Regions from separate parts of the Hordeum vulgare genome. Here region 1 is linked to region 2. A link is a contact called in public Hi-C data. All regions are on one chromosome and are shown on one strand. The core of a region is the stretch at or near the end of the contact, and the rest is flanking DNA. Distances in the headings are between cores, read along the strand shown. Region 1 has its middle 330 kb from the start of LOC123438304. Region 2 has its middle 140 kb from the start of LOC123438304.

The links. Hi-C and Micro-C count contacts between places; a contact is called where the count stands out from the background.
Region 1: a contact with region 2 is called in a Hi-C map of seedling, with 2.5 times the contacts expected there. The contact joins two enhancer-like sites. A contact is called at or near these places in 2 of 6 Hi-C or Micro-C datasets (leaf and seedling).

What each region holds. Positions count from the first base shown.
Region 1 is chr1H:373,382,142-373,388,341 of MorexV3_pseudomolecules_assembly, forward strand. No RefSeq gene overlaps it. Among protein-coding and RNA genes, the nearest start is that of LOC123438304, 330 kb to the left of the region's middle. Within about 2 kb of position 2,595, at least 3 of the 3 cell types and tissues checked have open chromatin away from gene starts, as enhancers often do. A contact at or near this core is called in leaf and seedling, where this site is marked.
Region 2 is chr1H:373,186,844-373,192,633 of MorexV3_pseudomolecules_assembly, forward strand. No RefSeq gene overlaps it. Among protein-coding and RNA genes, the nearest start is that of LOC123438304, 140 kb to the left of the region's middle. Within about 2 kb of position 2,923, at least 2 of the 3 cell types and tissues checked have open chromatin away from gene starts, as enhancers often do. A contact at or near this core is called in leaf and seedling, where this site is marked.

The DNA of each region.
Region 1 (6,200 bases), core at 1,345-3,844, 190 kb after region 2:
TCCTCTACGAAAACTGATTTATTCTTGATACATAGAGAGTGTAGGGAGCACAGGGAAGATTTCACATCGACAATTTCACATCGAGCCCATATCCAGGTGCTTTTGTTCCCTGTATTGACTCTTTTTTTTGCAAATTGATTGGTGACATGTCTTTAGAAAATGTTTATCTGGTAGTGAGAAAAGGAAGAGAAAAAATACAGAGATGAACTAATAGAATCCGAGAAAGGTTCAATTAAAAAATAGAATAGTTAGTTCTTCTAGGAACTCCTTGCAATTGGCCATAGTGACTGTTGAAGAGCAGCAAACTGAAAATTTAGATGAAGATTATGTAACCAACGAGGATGAAATTAATCTTAGGGAGCATGAAAATCTAGCTGATTCAACAAATTAACAAATTCCAAGTGTTGGTGAACAACAACCTTTTACTGCTGATATCTTAGATCCACGACACTGGAATAATTTGGATGATAAAGCTAGGCATATTTTGGTAGAGAAGGGGCCTCTAAGAGAAGAGAATATATTTTTGCATGACATTTTACTAGGCATGGTCATTTGTCATGACATTTTATTTGTTGTGAACACGGTGAGCAAAAAGTTGCAGTCTGTGACCATGTGTGTTGACTCTACTTTGCAGCAAATTGAAGGAATGATGCTTTTTTTTGAAAATTACAGAAATGAAGGATTTGCATCTAGTTTAACGATTGCGAAAGGACTTGCATCAGAAATGGAAATATATCCATCGTTTCTAGTAAAACGTAATGTTACTAGGAAGAAGCAATTTGATGAACCTGATAATGTTGAAGAAGTTCTATTAGCCGGGAAGGCGTTTGAAGTTAATTACTTCTTAGTTATGGTTGATGTTGCAAAAAGTATCTCTAAAAAACACATTTGAAGAACTTAAAGTGTTCCAAAGTATATTTGGCTTTTTACTTAACTCGAAAGATTTGAAGACGTTGAATGATGTTGAATTACGCAAATGTTGTGCTAAATTTGTAGAAGCGTTTTTCTCGAGGTGGTGTTGAATTAGATGAGCTCTTTTCAGAATTATGAATGTTGCAAATGACTTTAGCAGATTCTGATGTGCCATTGCGTGCTATGGAGATTTTTGAGTATGTTAGAGACATAGGTTGTTTTCCAAATATATTAATAGCTTATCGAATTTTATTTACTGTACCAGTCACTGTAGCATCAGCTCAACGTAGTTTCTCAAAGTTGAAGCTATTGAAAATTATTTGAAATCAACAATGTCATAGGAAAGATTGAATGGTCTTGCTACTTTACGCATTGAGAAGATAAACTGGATGAAATAAATGTTGATGTGATTATTGATGACTTTGCTTCTCGAAGTGTTAGAAGAAACACCAAGATCATATCTTCATAGTATAAACATGAAGTGCTAAGCTTGCTTTGTTGTGCCTTATGCAGGAAGCCTTAGAGAAAAAATTTCCGGGTGAAGACATGAAGTGAAGAACATGCAGATTGGGGAGGCTAGAAACCAATGTAAGTTTCGTAGATCTGAACATCAATGTAAACATGAAGTGCTAAGTTTGCTACCAGTTTTGACATGGGTTTTTGTTTTGCAGATCAATTGATGAAATGATGGTCTCTTTGTGCCACTTAGAAGAGTGGTCTTTTGTACAACTATATTGTTTCCGTACTACTATGTTGTACTTCTCTAGATTATTACAAATAAATAACATGTGGCGTGCGTTTCATTGTCCCTGTTCAAAGACCATTGATCTATACTATGTACTGATTACTGAATTGCTGTTGAAATATGATAAATTTCAAATTTTTATCTATCTACAAGGACCCCATTTTGTTATCTCGCCCCAGGGCCTCTGAAATGTATGAACCGGCCCTGCATGGCCATGTATGCTAGCATGCTACCTTCGTGGCCGTGGCCGATGGACACGGGTTGGATCTACTCGTGGGTGTCTTTATGATAGCTAACATCTCCGATCATGTAGCATAATGGAAGATGCTTGATGATTCGGGAAGGAAAGAAGGTATACACAAAGAATATGAATTGCTTCTCCAAGATGGCACATGCACGAGTAAAAATCCACAGGTTGATACTAAGCGTTTTCCTTTCAAATGTTAAATGCATATACAAAAGAATGTTAGTCATGTTTAACAAATGTTAATCATGTTTAACAAATTTAATCTTGCAATTAAAATGCTAATCAACCATTATCTAAATGTTAAAAAGTGCCTAGAAAAATGTCGACCATGTATCAAACAATGTTCTGGAATTTGAAAAATGTTTTGAAATTTGAAAAATGTTCCGGAATTAAAAAAATGATTTGAAATTTGATTTTCTTTCGGAATTTGAAAAAATGTTCCACAATTTGCTAAAATGTGCTGGAATTTTTATTTAAATATTTCGGATTTTTCAAGAAAAATGTTCTAAAATTTGAAAAAATATTCCGAAATTTGAAAAAAATGTTCCAAAATTCGAGAAAAAACCGAAATTGCAAAAAGTAGAAAAACTACTACTAGATTTTTTTCAAACAAAAAAAATTGGACCCGCTGACTTGCGGGCGAGCCGAAGATGGGCTGGTCTAGTTGGGGGCGCTACCCCTATGCGTCTGACTGACTACTTGCGGCAATGCGCGACGCATAGGAGCTCCTGATACAGTCGCCATGTTGTTTGTCGGAAATTCTTATTTGCCATTTGTTGCGGAAAGTTGTCGGGTGACGCCTGGATGGGCCTGTCCGTTAAAACCTTTGAACGTTTGTTCGATTTCGGTTTTAGTAAACTACTAGATGGTTCCCCGCCGGTTTTCTGGTTTTGTGAACCTTCTAGGAGATTCCTGAACCGTTTTTTCTTTTCTTTTCCTTCTTCTATTTCTTTTTCCTATTTTTCTTTTCTTCATTTTCTATTTTTCTTTTTCTTTCTATCTTATTTTTAACCTTTTTCAAGTGTTTTCTTTATTTTTTCCAAGTTTCAAAAATGTTCTGCGTTTCTCAAAAAAAACTTTTAGAAAAATGTTCTTGTTTTCAAATTTTGTTCCCAAATTTCAATAATGTTCGTAAATTGAAAAACATGTTTAGAATTTCAAAATACCTATCTGATAGAAGGTTTTGTTCACAAATTTGAAAAAGGTTGAGATCTTAAAAAATGTTTGAAATACGTAATTTTCAATCTTTATCCAAAATAAAGTTCTACTCTTTTTAAAATGGTAATGTATTCAAAAATTGTCAATAAATTCAAATAATGTTTGTGTTTTTAAGAAATTCTTTGTGCATTTCAATATTTTTTCTTATTTTCCAAAATTTGTTCAGAAGTTTTTCGTTCAATATTTTCAGAACTTTTCAAAAATTGAGCGGGATTTCAAATCTTAATTTTCTCAGAAAATTTAAAAATGTTGTTGTTTTGAAATTTTTTGTGCATGTATTCAAAAGTTGTTTCTCTTTTATAATTATTTAATCAATTCAAAAAATATTCGAAAGTTTTGAAAAAAGTTTGGGTTTCGATTTGTGTTCAATATATAGAAGATGTTCGCATTTCCCAAAAAATTAGGATTTTCCAATTGTTCTTATTCTAAAATTTTGTTCCGATTCTAACATTTTGTCCCCATTTTTATATTTTTCACAAATTCAAAAATGTTCACATTTTCAAACTTGTTTTGGAATTTTGGAAAAAGTTCACGTGTAAAACAATTTTCTGAAAAATTGATTTTTTTTGTTTTAAATAGATTCTTTATAATTTCAAATGATGTCCATTTTTTTAGTGTTGTTTACAAATTGGAAAAATGTTCACATTTACAAAAAAATGGAAAGTTCAAAATTTATTCATAGTTTGAAAAGATAATGTGAAATTTTAAAATTTATTCACATTTGTTTCAAAATATTCCTAACTAAATTAAACTGTTTGGAATTTGAAGCATGATTTGCATTTTTTAAGTAATGTTCAGTTTAAACCGCAAAATTTAGGACTTTATAGTTTGCTCTGCTCATTAGCTGGACTCATGCACAAGCACGAAGTCTCTAGTTAGAATCCCAGCATGCGCGACACAATGTTATTTTTCTTTTTTTGCGAGGCAGCTTGGTTCGTTCAACTCGAAAATGGGCCAGTCCATACGGACGCGTCCTATGCAAAGGGGGTCTGCTTGCTACATAATACGGTGAATAGGAGCTCCCCTTGTTTGTCAGCCAACAGTGAGGGGGACCTCCTACGTGGGAGCTCCTACCTGTCGCTCTCTGCGGCACGTTCTCGCTCACACGCATAGGGGCGATGCACTGCTAGGAAGGCCGAACAACCCGTTGTAATGTTTTTTTTTCGCCAGACAGCTCGGTTCATTCAACTCAAAAGGGTCGGCTCATACGGACGCACCCTCGCAAAGAGGAGTCTGTTTTCCACATAATGCGATGATAGGAGCTCCCCTTGTTTGTTAGCCAACAGTGAGGGGACCTCCTATGTGGGAGCTCCTACCCGCCGCATTGTGGGATAGGTTCTCGCTCGCACGCATAGGGGCGATGCACTGCTGGGCCGGTCCACCAACCCGCTAGTTGTTTTGACCCTCCGGAGTCCAACTCGCGAGCTCATAATCCAACCACCAGCCACGGCCACTCCATCACACAACACCTATTGAACATTTTAGTTCAAAACATTGTAAGAACACACAGTACCATGGAGATTCGGATAACATTTCTTAAAAATTGCAAGCAATGTTGAATTCGAGAACAAAATTGAAAAGGTGAATTTTTTTGCATTTGTGCACATTTTTTATGAAAACTTGAACAATTTATGGAAGTTTGATTAGAATTTTTTGAAAAAACAAGAACATTTTTTGAAAAACAAGAATATTTTTTCAAAATCCAGCACATGTTTTCAAATTCAAGAAAAAAATTATAAAACCGTAAACATTTTTCGAATTGTGAACAAAATTTGAAACATAATTTTTTTCGATTTGTGAAAAAAATTTGAAACATGAACTGCGAATTCATGAACAAAATTACAAAATTGTGAACTTTTTCAGATTTGCAAACAAATTTTGAAATCGCAAACATTTTTTGAATTGTGAACAAATTTTGAAACATGAATAAATTTTAAATTCGTGAACAAAATTTAAATTTCTGAACATTTTCTAAATTTGTGAAGCACTAACACAACTCAAATTCATGAACAAAATTATAAAATTATGAACACTTTTCAAATTGTGAACAAATTTTGAAACCACGAACATTTTTCAAATTGTCAACAAATTTTGAAACAAGAACAAATTTCAAAGTTCTGAAACAAATCATAAAATTGTCAACATTTTTTGAATTTTGAACAATTTTGGAAACAGTGAACATTTTTAAATTGTTCGTAAATTTTAAAACTGCGAACATTTTTTGAATTGTGCAAAAATATTAAATTAATAAAAACAAAATTATAAACAAACAAAAAACAAAAAAGGAAAATAGGAGAGAAAATAAAAAAAGGAAATTGAAAAAACAAAACAAATTTAGAAGCGTGGACAATTTTGTAAAGCCCGAACATTTTTTGAATCTTGAGATTTTCCTTTTGAAACGGAGATTAATTTTGAAAACACCGAACAACTTTGGAAGCACGAATTTTTTTTTGAAGCATGAATATTATTTGAATCTAGAGAATTGTTTGAAAATGAGAACAATTTTGAAAATCTTTAACAAGTTAATATATGCAAACAAATTTGGGAAAAAAAACATTTTATGAAAGAGAAGATTTGTTTTTCGATTTTTGAAAAAATGATGTTTATTGTTTTATATTTTGAAAATTTATTGAAATGCTGAACATTTTTTTAAATACCGAACGTTTTCTTAACATACCAACCATTATTTGAAAAAACAAAAACCCGAAGATATGTTCAAAATCCCGAACATTTGTTGAAGTTATGAAAGTTTTTTTTAAAAGGGCAACTATTTGAAATTTAGAACATTTTTGGAAAAGTTAAAAGCATTTTCTGTGTTTGAAGAGAAAAAAATTGAAAATTACGGAAGTTTTTGAACATAAATTTAGTTTAAATATTAAAGAAAATTTTGATATTTTGAACATTTTTAAAAAAATACCGTACATAATTCGATGATATCAAGCATTTCCTTGAAATACTGACCTTTTTTGAAAACGTGGAACATTTCTTGAAGTTATGAATGTTTTTAAAAACGGCAACTATTTGAAATTTAGAACATTTTTTCAAAAGCAAAAACGTTTTTTAATTTGAAGAACAATT
Region 2 (5,790 bases), core at 1,673-4,172:
CCACTGCTTCCTGGAACGAGAAGTTGGTTAGACAGGTGTTCACACATTTTGATGCGGAAGATATCCTCAAGATTCCATTGTGTACGCGATTCGCATCAGATTTCTGGGCTTGGCATGCCGGTAGCAAGGGAAAATTCTCTGTTTGATCGGCATATTGGATGATCATGCGCAAAAAGCTTAGTAGAGAGGGCTCGATTGATGAGCAAGCGGGTACGTTGGTGATTGAATCTGGAAATAATCAATGAACATCTATTTGGCACATCGAAGTTCCCTCAAAACTTTGGGTTTTCGTTTGGAGATTGGCAAGACAATCTATCCCATGTGGTATTCTGATGTAGCACCAAAAAATAGCGACAATCGATATGTGTGCTTTGTGTGGTGCCCGAGATACTTGGCGACATGCACTACTAACCTGCCCTATGGGAAGCAGTGTTTGGGTGCTAGCAAAGGACATATAGTGGAGGCAATGAGCAATCATATGGAGGACAACGCCAAGGATTGGATCTTTGCATTACATGAAATTTTGGCAGAAGATGATTTTGCCCGCCTCATGGGGACCCTATGGGCAATCTGGGGAGCTAGGAGGAAAGCAATTCATGAGGACGTTTTTCATTCGCCGGCAGTCGTACACGGCTTCATCAACTCGTATCTTGGGGAGCTGAGCGAGATCAACAACAAATATGTTCGTGCTAGGATCAGCAATCCCCCACAACAAGTGCCACAATGGATCCCTCCCGCACCTGGCATTGCTAAGTTAAATGCCGCTCGAGTTGTCTCTAGACATGGCTTTGGGTCTGTTGGTGTCATCTCGAGGGATCAGGGGCACTTTCGTGGGAGCTGCGGCGTTTTTTTCGGATTTATTTTAGATCCACCTACCATGGAAGCTTTGGCTACCACACAAGCTCTTGCAGTGGCGAATGATCTATACATTCAAAACATCCACGTTGCCTCACATTGTGAGGTAGTAGTAAATGATATCCTGAATCGAACCTCGGCAACCTACGGTGCGATAGCTCAAGAAATTTTAGACATTTCAATTTCTTTTCATTCTTGTAAGTTCGTTTACGAACGTAGCAGTTCCAGTTCTGAAGCTCACAATTTAGTGCAGCATGCTCTTAACGTGCGAGGTAGCCGCCATGTTTGGTTAAGACATCCAGGAAATGTGTCATCCGTCCTTGTAAACATTGTGACGAATTAATAAAGCTTCGTGGAATTGTCTCAAAAAAAAGTTGGCGCGTGAAGCACCAATAGGAGCTCCCATAAAAATTGGGGCTCATACATGCCGCATTGTGCGTCTCGGAGTGCCGAGGACGCACAGTGTGGTCGTCCGACTAGGCCGGCCGAGTTCTTTTTTTCTTTTCTGTTTCTTTATTTCCTTTTCTTCTTATTTCCTTTTTAGCATTTTAGTTCGTTTTTTATTTCTTTTCCTTTTTCCTTTTTTATGAAAACAAAGAAATGTCGAATTTCCCATCATTTTTTAAAAACCTGAACATTTTCTTAAAATGGAAAATAAATTTGAAAGCGCGAACAAAATTTTAAAGCACGAATATTTTTTGAAATCTATGGAACAAATTTTAAAACCGATAACAATGTTGAATATTGTGAACAAATTTGGAAGCGGAAACAATTTTTGAAAGCATGAGCATTTTTTGACTCTTGAGAACAGTATTTCGAAATGGAGAACAATTTTGAAAACCCCGAACAAATTCGTATGCGTGAACAAATTTTTAAAGCACAAACATTTTTTGAAATTGAGAACAAATTTTGAAATCGAGAACAGTTTTGAAAAATCTTGGAATTTTTTTTGGATGCGCAAACAATGTTTTGAAGCACAAACATTTTTTGAATCGTGATTTTTTTTTTTTGAAACGGAGAATAATTTTGGAAAATCCTGAACAAATTTGGAAGCACGAACATTTTTTGAATCTTAAGAACAAAATTTTGAAAAACCCCGAACAAAATTGTAAGCACGAACAAAGTTTTAAAGCTCGAACATTTTTGAATCTTGAGAACAAATTTTGAAACTGAGAACTTTTTTCAAAAATCCTGAAAAATTTGGAAACGCGAATAATTTTTTAAAGCATGATCATTTTTGAATCTAGAGAACAAAATTTTAAAATGGAGAACAATTTTGAAAAAAATGAAGAAATTTGGAAGCGCGAAGAATTTTTTCAAGCACAAATATTTTTTTGAATCTTGAGAACTAAATTTTAAAATGGAGAACAATTTGGAAAATCCCTAAACAAATTTGAAAGAGTGAACAAAGCTTTAAAGCACAAATATTTTTTGAATCTTGAGAACAAATTTTGAAAACGAGAAGAATTTTGAAAAGTCTTGAACAAATTTGGAAGCGCAAGCAATTTTGAAAGCACGAACATTTTTTGAATCTTAAGAACAAAACTTTGAAATCAACAACAATTTAAAAAAAGACCAGAACAAATTTGAAACAAAGAACAATTTTTTAAAGCAGGAACATATTTTGAATCTTAAGAACAAATTTTGAAACCGAGAATTTTTTGAATCTTTAGAACAATTTAAGAAGATTTAAGAAAAAATTGTTGAAGATACAAAACATTTTTTGAAATCCAGAATATTTTTTGGAAAATACTAAACATTTTTTGTAAATCCAAAAACATTTTTTGAAACCAAAAAAAAGAAAAAAAATGAAACATAAAAGAATAAAGAAAAAATTAAGTGAGAAAACCGGTTTAGGAACCTTTTAGAATTTCCCAAAACCGGAAAAGATCGGCTCGAAAGCTTCCCAAAAGTGGGGCGCTGCAAAAATCACTCCCCTCCCCGCTCTCTATGTGAAGCCCTGACATGACACCGCTTCATAGAGAGCGAAGAATAGGATGTTTCCATAAATACCTCTAATTCGTGGATATTTTTCAGCTGATATGATATGGGCGGGCCTCTTTGATTCCATGCCGTGGATTGGCGAGAATTAGGGAACCATCGCGCCAAGAGTACTTCCAGGTGGGCCGCGCGAGGTGCACTGGAGGCCACAACCTCGTTTTTTAGTTGATCTTTCTTTTTTTCTTTCTGCTTTATTTTTTCTACTTCTATTGATAATTCTAAATATTCTAAGAAACATATCACCTAAAAGACTTTACGTAAAACATTTGAAAAATGTAATCAAGCATTTGAAAAATATTAAATGTATAGAGAAAATGTTTCTGGTGTACATGACAAATATAAAATGTGTGTGAAAAAGTTGATCATATATTTTTAAAAATGTTAATCAAACATTTGAGAGTATTAAACATGCATTTAAAAAGAGACGCTGCTATGCCTCCGTCGACCGATCTTTTTAAAAGATTGACTGTATGTATACCCTAGAGGCAATAATAATAGGTATTTTGTATCTTCAAGTTTGTAACGAATGTTTATGTTCCATGCTATAAGTGCAATGATTCCTGAGTGTACAATAACCACGAGGCTCGGAGGAAAATTCATGTGCATGTGTGGTATAATAAATGGTAAAATGTATTGCTAGTTATGCCTTTAAGACTAGCACAAGTATTTCATGATGATCTTGTTTTCCTCGTAATGGGCAAGACTATGCTGACAACTTTGAGGGCACAATGTTAGAAGAACATTTGTGTTGAATCAAACCGAATTGATGCTATGCTATGAGATATATTGGTCACAAGTAAATGCTTTATAACACATAAAAAGTTAACTTTGCAAAATTCCTTAGACCAAGAGAGTACCGAGTTCCTTTGTACTTACTTCGTGAACTTTGGGGTTTGTTAAACGTCATCTGTGACAAGGTGGCTATTACGACTGCTTATGGGTTCACACAAAAGTATGACATGTAACTTGGTAGCTCAAGATTGGGATTTTCTCCTCCGACGATGGAAGATATTCTTAGGGCCCTCTCGGTGTTACGGTATACATCGTCGTCTCGCCAGACACAATGTGATTTGATCACCAGGATGCCGAAATACGGAAACGAGAAAAATGAACAAAAATGGTAACGAGGTAACTGACATAGTGGACAAGTTGTTGATCCATGGGAATGCCGACAAGTGTCACCTGAGGTGTCTGTATCATATCACAAAGCAACATTTATAGCAGACACCAAACTACAGGTTCGGTCGAATATTCATTTGTGTGGGTACACGGATCAGTATGGGTGTCCATGGTTTTGCTATTGATTATTGATCGGGAAGTGTTCCAGGTCATGTCTATATACTTCACCGAACCTATAGGGTCACACACTTAAGGGTCATCTCTCTACTGAATACTAGACATGGAATATGAGAGAAATTCGTCGGACAAGCTTTGGAGAAAACGGAAAGGTTTCGGAGAGAACACCGAAAAAGTTTCGGTAAAACTAAAATGTTGTTTTGGACTAAACCATTAAGCCAAAAAGGTTTTTGGCATATGTGCGGAACTTTTCGGAAGTGCCATAATTGTTCTGGGGACTTTTGGAAATTATTCTACAGCAAAAAAATCAGAAATGTTCTGGAGGCGAAGAAAATTTCTTGGTCGCTTTTTGCAAGAGAAAATCATTGATTAGGCACACATCAAGATCTATTTTAGTGGGTACTTGACATGTTCTAGGCCTATAGAAAAACTTTTAGATTTTTCAGACGCAGAAAAATGTTTTGATGAATAGTGAAAAGCACTAATTGGTTGCTTTTGAGGAAAATATCTAAAGGGAATCTTCCCAAAATATCTAGGGATAGCACGGAAGGGTGGGAACCCCTTTTTTTTGGGGGGGGGGGGGGCACAAGGTGTTGGACGTTCGAGGGCGGTTCTCCAGCATGGAACTTCGCTTGCCATCTTTTATGACATTTATGCCCTTTATGTGTGGCATAAAGTGTGGGTGTTTTGGTAATTTTTTGTGCCAACCCTACCCCTTGGTTTTCCTATAAAGAGAGGCACATAGGAGCTCTCCACACTCACTCCAACTCTCATACAAATGCCATGCATGATCTGGATCTCTCTCCCTAGCACTGAAATAGTTTCGTCGAGGTGAAAGGGTGTGTGGGTTTCGACATGAACTAGTTCTGGACGACAAAGCTCTGCCATTATAGCTGACATCGTATATGTGCAACCCCGTAGAGAGATTGTAGTTTCGTTCTTAGTTCGAGAGTGCCTCCCGAAGGGCTGTCCGAGTGATCGTACGAGATTCTGTGGGTGCCGTCCGAAGGGCTATCCGTGACATCGTCTAAGTGACTGTCCAAGTGCCTCCCGAAGGGATGTCATAGGAGCCGACGATAGAGAACATCCTCGCGGTTGGGAGGTTGTAAATACTAGTTGCGGGATCTGCACTGCCGATCTTCATCGACTCTACTTTCGCTGCGCTATGAGTCGGTAATGGTCAGGTCGAAAACCCTGTATGCATCTCCATAGTGATCTTGGGCGTGCTCACAGTACCGGATGTTTTCTATCGTGTTCCCCTACAGTGGCATCATGAGCCATACTATGCGTAGATGTAGGCTATGATCTAGGATAGAAAGAAATGTATGGGTATTGCATAATATAATTTTGTAGTAGATGAGATCTATTGCTGAAAATTAGTTATGCGGGTAGCAGATGAAATCTGTTACCGGACGAGGACTAGGATTCCACCTCCTCCCCTTGGATGTGCCCTAGGGCTTGGATGGGTTGTTCATCACGCCCCTCCACCTATATATACAGGGGGCGCCCCAAGAGTACATACCATGCCCTTGGTGCCCCTGTTTTGTCCTGTTACTCTGTAGCTCCTCTGTTCCTCGTTCTAGTAGCGCTTAGCAAAGCCCTGGTGGACTAGATCCACCACGCATCCGTGCTATCGTA